2 separate regions of the Sorghum bicolor genome follow, and region 2 is linked to region 1. A link is a contact called in public HiCAR-type data. All regions are on one chromosome and are shown on one strand. The core of a region is the stretch at or near the end of the contact, and the rest is flanking DNA. Distances in the headings are between cores, read along the strand shown.

Evidence for each region. HiCAR-type assays count read pairs that join an accessible place to other places.
Region 2: a HiCAR-type map of leaf shows a contact between it and region 1, with 4 times the contacts expected there. The contact joins the promoter of LOC8057272 here to the promoter of LOC8084598 in region 1. A contact is called at or near these places in 1 of 4 Hi-C or Micro-C datasets (leaf mesophyll) and 1 of 1 datasets of contacts at active chromatin or transcription factors (leaf).

Annotation. Positions count from the first base shown.
Region 1 is chr2:12,165,845-12,170,526 of Sorghum_bicolor_NCBIv3, forward strand. LOC8084598 (phosphatidylinositol N-acetylglucosaminyltransferase subunit A) reads right to left here and starts at 1,324. Exons shown (of 10, transcript XR_002450203.1): 1 at 1,166-1,324; 2 at 5-139.
Region 2 is chr2:12,355,358-12,359,990 of Sorghum_bicolor_NCBIv3, forward strand. It overlaps LOC8057272, which reads left to right and starts at 1,863. Exons shown (of 11, transcript XM_002459646.2): 1 at 1,863-2,813. The coding sequence starts at 2,020.

The DNA of each region.
Region 1 (4,682 bases), core at 74-2,573:
GGACCTTATGGCCAAGCTTAAGTAGACATTGTGACAGGTAGTAGATATGGCTTTCCACCCCACCAAAGTTTGGAAAGAAAAAGTCAGACACCATCAAAATCCTGTGCTTTGTGCCTTGCCCATCCATTACGTCTGAAAACTGAAATTCAAAAAACAAAACTAAGCATAGCATGATGTAAGACTGCAGGGGTTACAAAAGGAAAATACACTGAGCAAAGCAACATAATGCACCATGTATTAAACCTACATAAGTAAAATGGGCTAATAACTTACAATGCCAACCACAATATGAAAGACAAGCATCTTTGATTCTTTGTTCCAAGAGATACAAGGAGGCATTACCTCATGATGAGGATTCAACCATAATAGGGCCAAACAACAATTGCTCATAATGCTAAGGCCATTTTTTATTCACCCAGTTACCACAGTCCTCTATTTCTATCTTTTGGTTTGCTAGCAACGTGTTTAGTTTCATTCAAACGTGAAAAAAAAAGTAAAGTCCTAACCAACCAGTTTGGGTTACCTCAAATTAAATGCATTTGCTAACACGAATCACATTTGGTGTTACTTGCTAGAAGGAAATCTCAGACTCAGTTCATTTCTGGATCAAGCTACTACTTCAAAAGCAAGGTTCTAACTGGCTTCCCTTAGACACTTTGCTGATAACTCAAAGCAGCCTTTTTGATAACATGGCATTTTATTGCCCTGCCTGGCATAACATAATTGAATTCAAGATACTTTTATTCTCTTTATTGTTTTTGCCTGACTTCTTCCAGTATGTGATTCAACATTATTTTGTGGCAATTTGCATCATGCCTTTAAAGTGCCCACTGATTCATATATTCTCGTTATTGTTTATACTACCCCTTTTATGATGTAGTGTAGTGCAAACAATGAACATGTAGAGCATCCCAAACAGAGTGAGAATACCACCCGTCCACCCCCAATAACAATTGAGATAAAACTACCATCCAGGGGTTTGGGGGGCTCCAATAGAACCCCAATCCCACATAAGGAGAAGGTGTTTTTTCGTTTCTGACCCCACAAAACCAGCCGCCCACCCCTAAACGAAAGGGGAACCCTCCTCCCCGAATCCGCAGGTAAACAGGCCGTCACAGGCCGCTCTTGGAGAGAGAAGAGAGAGAGAGGAAGGCCGAGCGCTCACCGGATTCGACGAGCAGGTCGGCACGGGCGGCGGCCAGATCGAGCCGCCGCCGGTGCAAATCGACACCGGCGAACTCGGCGTCGGAAGGCGACGAGGAGCGGATGGCTGCGTGGGGGTGAGGGGGACGGCGCTGTGCAGGTGGAGTGGAGGGGGGGGGGGGGGGGGGCGCCGGTGCTCAGTGACGACTGACGAGGCAGAGAGACGCCATGAGAGACAGAGATGGCAAGCACCGAGCGGGCTGGGGGTACACGAAGAGAAAACAAAGGAAGGTGGGCCCATGTATCAGAGAGACGTGGTTTGTTATTTTACTTTCATTTTTCCTTTCCATCTATTATTTTATTTGGTTCAAATTGGCAAGGGATACTAAACGAGTTCAAATACAAAACATTTCAACTACGAAGCTGTAGATTATACTGAGGACTATAACTTTTATATAGACCATATCAATATCCAAGATTTATTTGATAATTTTAAATTTTAAATTTTAAAATCTGTACATTTAAAATAGTATTTTGATACTATAAATAGTTTCAATTCGAAAACTTTTCAACTACAAAGTTGTAAATCCCATCGAGAGCTACAATTCTAATATAAAATTTATCTTCATTTCAAATTCACGTGAAAAGCTATAAATTTCCTCTTTTATTTGCTTTTGGTACCGTGCTTAACAGGTTTTTTACAGGTTACTCTCTGTATATATCTCGTATTTAATAAAATTATTTTTAGATAATTATAATTTTAATAAAATCATGTAATAATTTTAAATTTGATAAGATTTATAGAAAATAGTATCAGATGGAATACATATTTTGTGCTAATAGTTTGACTTTGACAAAGGTGGGATGGACGTATTTCCTCTCGACAACATCGATTCGGATGACCCATCGCCACCATCCTTGTGAGAGCACCGTGACATCCATGGAGCACGAGCTTCGCAAGTTGAAAAGGAGGTGGTTCCTTATGTGAACTTCCTCTAGAATTTGGGGCTGATTGCTAGCTAGAAATGAGCCGATTTCAATAAGGCCTTGTTCGTTTGCCCTGAATTCAATACCGGAGCAGATTTTTTCCAGACCAGGAACGAGTTAATACCTGCATGTCACTCATTCCCTGCCTTGTATGTATTCCCAGCCTGTATTTATTCCTTGCTTCAACCTTGTGCTGTTCGGTTTGCTAGGATCTAACACATGTATTGTTTGGGGCACTAACAGCAGATACCAGTTTTGGATACATGATTATTTTGGAGTGCTGCAAATACATCTCATGAAATACATTGCAAATACATTACAGCAAAAACAAACTCTTATAGTCTTATACATTGCAGCAAAATAAAATAAATAAATCTTCATGTTTTGGAGTTCTTTATCTGCAAGTCTCTCATCATGCATGTAAAGATAATGGGCAGCAAAGAGTATCACAGATAATGTGCAGCCACAGATAAAGGACATGCTAGCTACCGCCAAAATTGGTAAAAGGTGCACCAAAAGGCCAGCTGTCATGATCCACTCATGAAAGCATAATTTAACCAGTAGATAACTCATCTCTGCTCATGTATTCAGGCACTTTGTCGAACCCAATGTTTCTTGATCATTGCCTCCTCCCTGAAAATAATAGCAAGCTTTCTTTTACAAATTACACAATAATTGAACAAAAATGACTCACGATGTAGTCTTTTTTTTCGCGAATACGCAAGAGGTTTGCGTATCATTATATTAAAAGAAAAAGGAAATACGAACAATACAAAACGAGTTCACCTGCCGTAGCAGGAATTGAAAGAAAAATACGGCAGACTGAAACCATCCTCGGTGGATAGCGAAGCTACCCCCGAGCCAAGAACTCCTAATTTTTTTGCGCCCGCGCTCATCCATTGTTCGGCGTCCGCTTTGATCACAGACAGTAGCTCGAGTACGGTGAGTGTAGTCGCCCGAAAGCAACGCGCGTTCTGCTCCTTCCATATATGCCAAGAGACGAGGGCGAATAGCGAGTCTGCGCCCTTCCTCGCCCGTCCATGCCACAGGGCCCGGATGCGCCTCCACCACGCGACGACTGTCTGCTGCGCCGGTGGCAGTTGTTTGCCCAGACCGGACAGGATGAGGAACCATACCTCTCTAGTGAAAGGGCAGTTCGTCAGTATGTGATCGATGGACTCATTCGCCCGATCACACAGGAAACACTCAGGCTGTGCTTGCAGCCCGTGTCTCGCCCGACGATCATTGGTCCAGTGTCGCTTCTTGAAGGCCAGCCAAAGAAAGATCTTTACCCGTAGCGGCACCTAGGAGTTCCAGATTAGCTTGTGGCCTCGGAAAATGGTTCCACCAGCTTGAAGTTTGCAGTAGGCTGATTTTGCCGTGTACTCCCCATCGACTGTCCATCGCCAGATGGTTCTGTCCGGGCTATCGGTAAGGATGATGTTCTCGGTGGCCGCCCAAAGATCTAGGTACTCGACAGCCTCAACAATGGAGAGCCCGCCATAGATCGATCTTATCCAAGCCCGTCCCGATAGTCCTTGGCGCACCGTCAAGGTTGATTTGATTCTTCTGGACACCTTTGCGGAAAGGTTGGGTGCGATGTCGCTGATACCTTCTCCTTGGATCCATTGATCCTCCCAGAACAAGGAAGAGTTGCCGTCGCCAAGGAGCGTGAACGTGGAGGCCTTGAAGAAAGCCAATACCTCTGGGTCGGCTTTGATAGGTAGCTCACTCCATGCTCTGGCGTTATCCGTCTTTTGTAGCCACAACCACCTGGTTTGAAGGGCGTAGCCGACCAACTTCAAGTTTGAAATGCCGAGCCCACCTAGTTCCGTTGGCCGACAACAAGTTTCCCAGGCCACCATGCATCGGCCGCGCACCGAGGCGTCCTTACCGACCCAAAGAAACTTCCTGCAGATCGCATCGATCTCTTTGCGCACCCACGGAGGTAAACTATCAGCCATCATCGAGTAGATGGGGATCACCCTTAGGACGAACTTGATCCAGATCAGGCGGCCGCTCCTTGCCATGAGAGATCTGTGGCAGAGCGGGAGCTTCCTTGCAACCGCTTCGACCAACGCCTGATGTTCTGCCTTTGGCACCTTCTTGGTGGTCAGGGGCAAACCAAGGTACCGTAGTGGAAACTGCTGCACCTGGCAGCCTAGGATGCGCACATATGAAATAACTTTACTACTGCAGTCACTACTACTTCTCGGTAACTGGCAACAAATAATATCATGTACACTGATATTAAAATGTTGCTCTGAAGGTAACTATTGACTGTGAACTGATGGTACTGAAAAGAGAAATCGAGCCTTCTTTTCTTGCAGTTAGGATGTGAAGAACCTGACATGCTATTGTGGATCTAATGCAGGTGGCTAAATTGCAGAGCAAAGTGCTCAAGAGCAAGCAGGAAAGCTCAAGAAAACTACCAATCCTAGGCCATCCAGACTAAGGACTGATGTAAGTTTGTACACCCTCCAATTCTCATTGTACTGCAGGATTAGTTACTAGTAAAAAGTTTTGCCTCTCACTTGTCTATTCTGTATAGG
Region 2 (4,633 bases), core at 613-3,112, 190 kb after region 1:
ATATAACAAACAAAATAATGTGTGTTCAGATTTTTATTATTTTCCTTTTATTAATTACTAATACACGAGGCTAGACTTAAAGCTTATAGAGTATTGATCGTGTCTTCACGACTTAGTAGTCTAAGGAAAAAAGATGGCGCAGATCAAGGATAGAAAGTCGTACTTGCATCATCACATTGATCACCGTATGTGGTGATCGCTGCATCTAAGATCGGACTCAAATGGCCCTCCTCCCATGCAGTCTATGACATGTGGATCTAGCAAAATGGAGTCCCATTGCATAATACGAAATAACCTAAAATACGTGTATATGTATCCGGTTCAACAACTTACGGCTGATAGAACTTACGGCTGATAGACATGTGCTACCTGATGACCGACGCACGTGTTTGCCAGCCATGTTGTACACCAAAGACCAAGCCTACCAGACCGCTCGCCGAGTCGTGCCTTGCCACGCAACCTATCTATACATGCGTATACATGCACTGCGTACAAGGGCCGCCATATCGCACTGCATCTGCATACAAGGGCCGCTATCGATATGGCCACGTTTCTTTCCCATACATGCACGTGATGAGCATCCGTATATTTTCTTCTTATTTTTTTCGTTTGCATGTCCGGTGATACACGTGAATATGTACGCGTGCACAAAGCAGATTTAATAAATGTAACAAAAATCTGTCAAACAGTAGCAAGCATTATATATGCATTGATGTATTTAAAATTGAATACATAGAGATAGAGGGGTTGTGGAGTCCTAACACGGGGATAGAGAGATCGTAGAGTCTGTTTAGGATTATAGGTGTGTGACAAGAGATTGAGTTATAAACGTTTACATCTTATACATATAAGATGTAAGATCACGTATGATGAAGGGCTCACATAGCATGAAGTTCAGATTGAACGGTTATTACGCAGAGAGATTTCTTAAAAAAAACTCGCTCTTTTATAGTGTGATGATATAAATGACTAGTGGAGAAGCGCTTATAAAAATCTAACCAAAGAAAGTCATTGTCTAAGTTGACTTCAATAATGGGTCCATGTACACTTGATCTTTAAAATGGCAACATCGTAGGCACCAATGTTAAAAAAAATCTTTTAGGCAATCTTTTATTTTAGCCCTCGGAGGGCGGGCTGGTATTCCGTTTCGGTTAATCTAGGTCGGGCTGTTGGTCCAGTAACCATCTTGGTTAGTAGATTAATCGAAACGGTCAAGCATAACCACCACGATTAATCTCCAGTTAACTGTGGCGGTCTTAAACCAACCGCCATGGTTAATTGATTAACTGTGACGTTTTTATCCGCTGCGGTTAAAAATCACTATTGAAATCACGTGCTTTGCCTAGTGTCTATGGTAAAAAACACTCGGCAAACCACTTGTCGAGTACCACACTTGATAAAGCCAAGACGACAAAAAAAAAACTTAACAGCAAAGTAGAACTGGGATCGGCGGAAACCATCACTCATTTCAAAGGTGAACACGAGGCACTGATGAACCGCAGCCCAATGATGGAGCGAGACAGCGTTGGGGTGGACCAGGACCTCTAGTTCCCTCGTCAACACGACACATCATATTGCCTTACCCTCCTAAGGCCTGGTTTAGTTCCAAATTTTTTTGCAAAATAGGAATAGTATCATTTTTGTTTGTATTTGACAAATATTATCTAATTATATACTAACTAGACTCAAAAGATTCGTCTCGTCAATTTCGATCAAACTGTGCAATTAGTTTTTATTTTCGTCTATATTTAATACTTCATGCATGCGTCTAAAGATTTGATGTGACGGGGAATCTGAAAAATTTTGCAAAATTTTTTGAGAAGTAAACAAAGCCTAAGGTTGTAAGGACGTAAATTCAACAACTTTAGGTCCCGCATAGTGAAACCATCCTCACCCAAAATTTCCCCATCTCCAACAGCGAAAATGAAAAGGAGAACGCAAATCCCCTCCGCAGAGCTGCAGCTGGAGGCGGCCATGGCAGCGCGCTAGCTGCGGCTGCTACTAGCCTACTACCGACCGATGGACGCGACGGCGTCGGAGTCGGACCCCTCGTCGCCGCGCAGCCGGCAGCTGCTGCCACCGATAGACGCGACGATGGCGTCGGACCCGTCGCCGCCGCCGCACAGGCGGCAGCTGCGTGGCCCTCGCCCGCCGCGGCTCGACGTCAGGATGGAGTCCCACAAGATCAAGAAGCCGACCGCCGTCACTCCACAGCCGTACAAGAGATCCCACCTGCACCTGCGGTGGTCTCGGGTCAAGGAAATCCACTGCGAGCCTACCGACTTCAAGGCGCTCGTTCAGCGCCACACAGGCCCTGTCGCCACCGCGCCGCCCGACTGCACGGAGATGCAATACGCCGGACGGTCCGTCGTGTGGTCACCACCGGTCCGGCCGTCCCGGATCGCCGCTGTCGTCGTCTCCGCGTCCGCGCGGTTAGCGGCCACCGTGAGGGCCGTTGGAGCGGACTCCTTGGTTGCAGCGGACGCGGACAGCAGCTTGGCAGCCGTTCTTAGCTTGCCGCGACGGCCGCCGGGGATCCTGTCGCCTGCGGCTCTGCCGCCGGCGGCGTGCTCCGGGCAGTTCTCGGCGACGCCGTTTGACCCGAGCTGCCTCCCGTGGCTCAAGGACAAGGACAAGGAGCTGAGCCTGCAGAGCCCCTTCTTCCTGCCCGCTGGCGTAGAGGAGCTGCAATGCCTGTTCACGCTGAACCCACGCACCCGCCTGCTCCCCGCCCCCGGCATGCCACCATGTCCGGCCACCGTAGTCTCGACGGCAGCTGGGTTGTCCGAAAATAATGTCCTGGAAATAGAAATGTAAGTGACTCTACCCTCCTGATATTTTAATTAATTACTTTCATACACATACATCCTGTTTGGATTGCTCCCTCCAAAAATATTAGCACTTCCACCAACTGCGCGCCACAAAATTTATAAAGCTGGATCTAGTAGAGTTGCTTTTACTTTAGATTCTTTGAGAAAAGTAATTATGTGATAGAAAATGTTACTCCCTCAGTCCCATAGTAAAAGCATACTCCTACCTAGCATTCATTTTTTTTATCCTAAATTTAAAGGGCACAATGGACTATCATGTCGGGTAATAGTACTGGCTGTGAGCTGCAGTTTATCAGAAGATAGGACCTTTAATTAAAGTCGAAAAGGAAAACAACGATGGAGCCGGGGAGTCTCCAGAACCCCTGGTCCGCTTATAGCATCTCCAAGAGATTTTCACATTTTATTCTCCAAAATATGATATATGCTAACTCCAAAACGAACATGAGGAGGAAAAAAAGTCATAGAGTATATTTCTGTTCTAATAATTTTTTTCTCAGCACTTTTGTTTACTCTTATGTTTTGTATTAGGAACCCTTAATTTATTTCTGTACGTGTTTAAACCCTTCTACTAGATCTTTTTTTTGCGTTTTTCTCACCCCAAACTCTATATTTCTTTCTGCTTACTAGACAAGCCGGAAAACTCCACTAGACCACGTGCTTGGGATAAATTTTTGCGAGATTAGAAAAGATGGGAAGGAAAAATGTCAAACTATTGGAGAGGGCTTTTTCTTATTTTGCCAAAATATTAAGGATGGAAAAGTTGTATGACAATCTGTTAGAGATGCTTTTACAACTATTTTCAGCGTCACGCAAGGAGTCGTTGGCAGAAGATGTCATGCTCTTTATAAGGATAGAGCCGTTATTTTACACCTATCTTGGGATGCATGTCCAAACCTAAAAATATAAATATTTTAAGGCAAAGGAAGTACTTCATGATTCTCTATTATAAACTCTATGTATAAAGTCTGTGCATAAAGTGAAAATAGAGAGAATCTACTTATTTTTAAGTATCAAGATATACTTGCATGCAAAAATTTGTTTGGGAGAGCTCTTTCTATATTTAAATTAGAATAAGCTGCTCATGGATCTCTACCAAATAGATCCTAAACTTTAGAAAATCATGTTTTAAACCTATTCATAAAGTTAATAAGTAATTATGCACCGTGCCACTGGTTAGTGATCACACAGTTCACATACTATTTCCATTCTTTTCTTTCCTCGTGAACTATTTATTCCTCGTCACCAGGCGTAGCACAGCCTCTTCCGATCTAGCGCCGCCAAGTTCTTCCTTTTTCATGATAATAAGGCATGGTTTAGTTCAACCTAAAAACTAAAAACTTTTCAAAATTCTCTGTCATATCGAATCTTACAACACATGTATGGAACATTAAATATAAATGAAAATAAAAACTAATTACACAGTTTGCCTGTAAATCGCGAGACGAATCTTTTAAGCCTAGTCACTCCATGATTGGACAATATTTGTCAAATAAAAACGAAAGTGTTACAATATTAAAATTCAAAAAAAATTGAATCTAAACAAGGCCTAAATATACTAAAAATAATTTGAATAAACAGCCGTCCCTAACAACCTCTTTAATTTATTTGGACCCATTCCAATACCCTTAGAAAAATCCCAAGTCCTATTCAGCGTACCTGTCACTGCAATTATGTACTTCTCTCTATTAATTATAATCTCTCCATACCCATAAAGACAATAATTTAGGACAACGACGAACTTAACTTTGACTCTTTGTTTTTATAAAAAATATTTTATCAAAAAGTGATATATGTGTATTTTT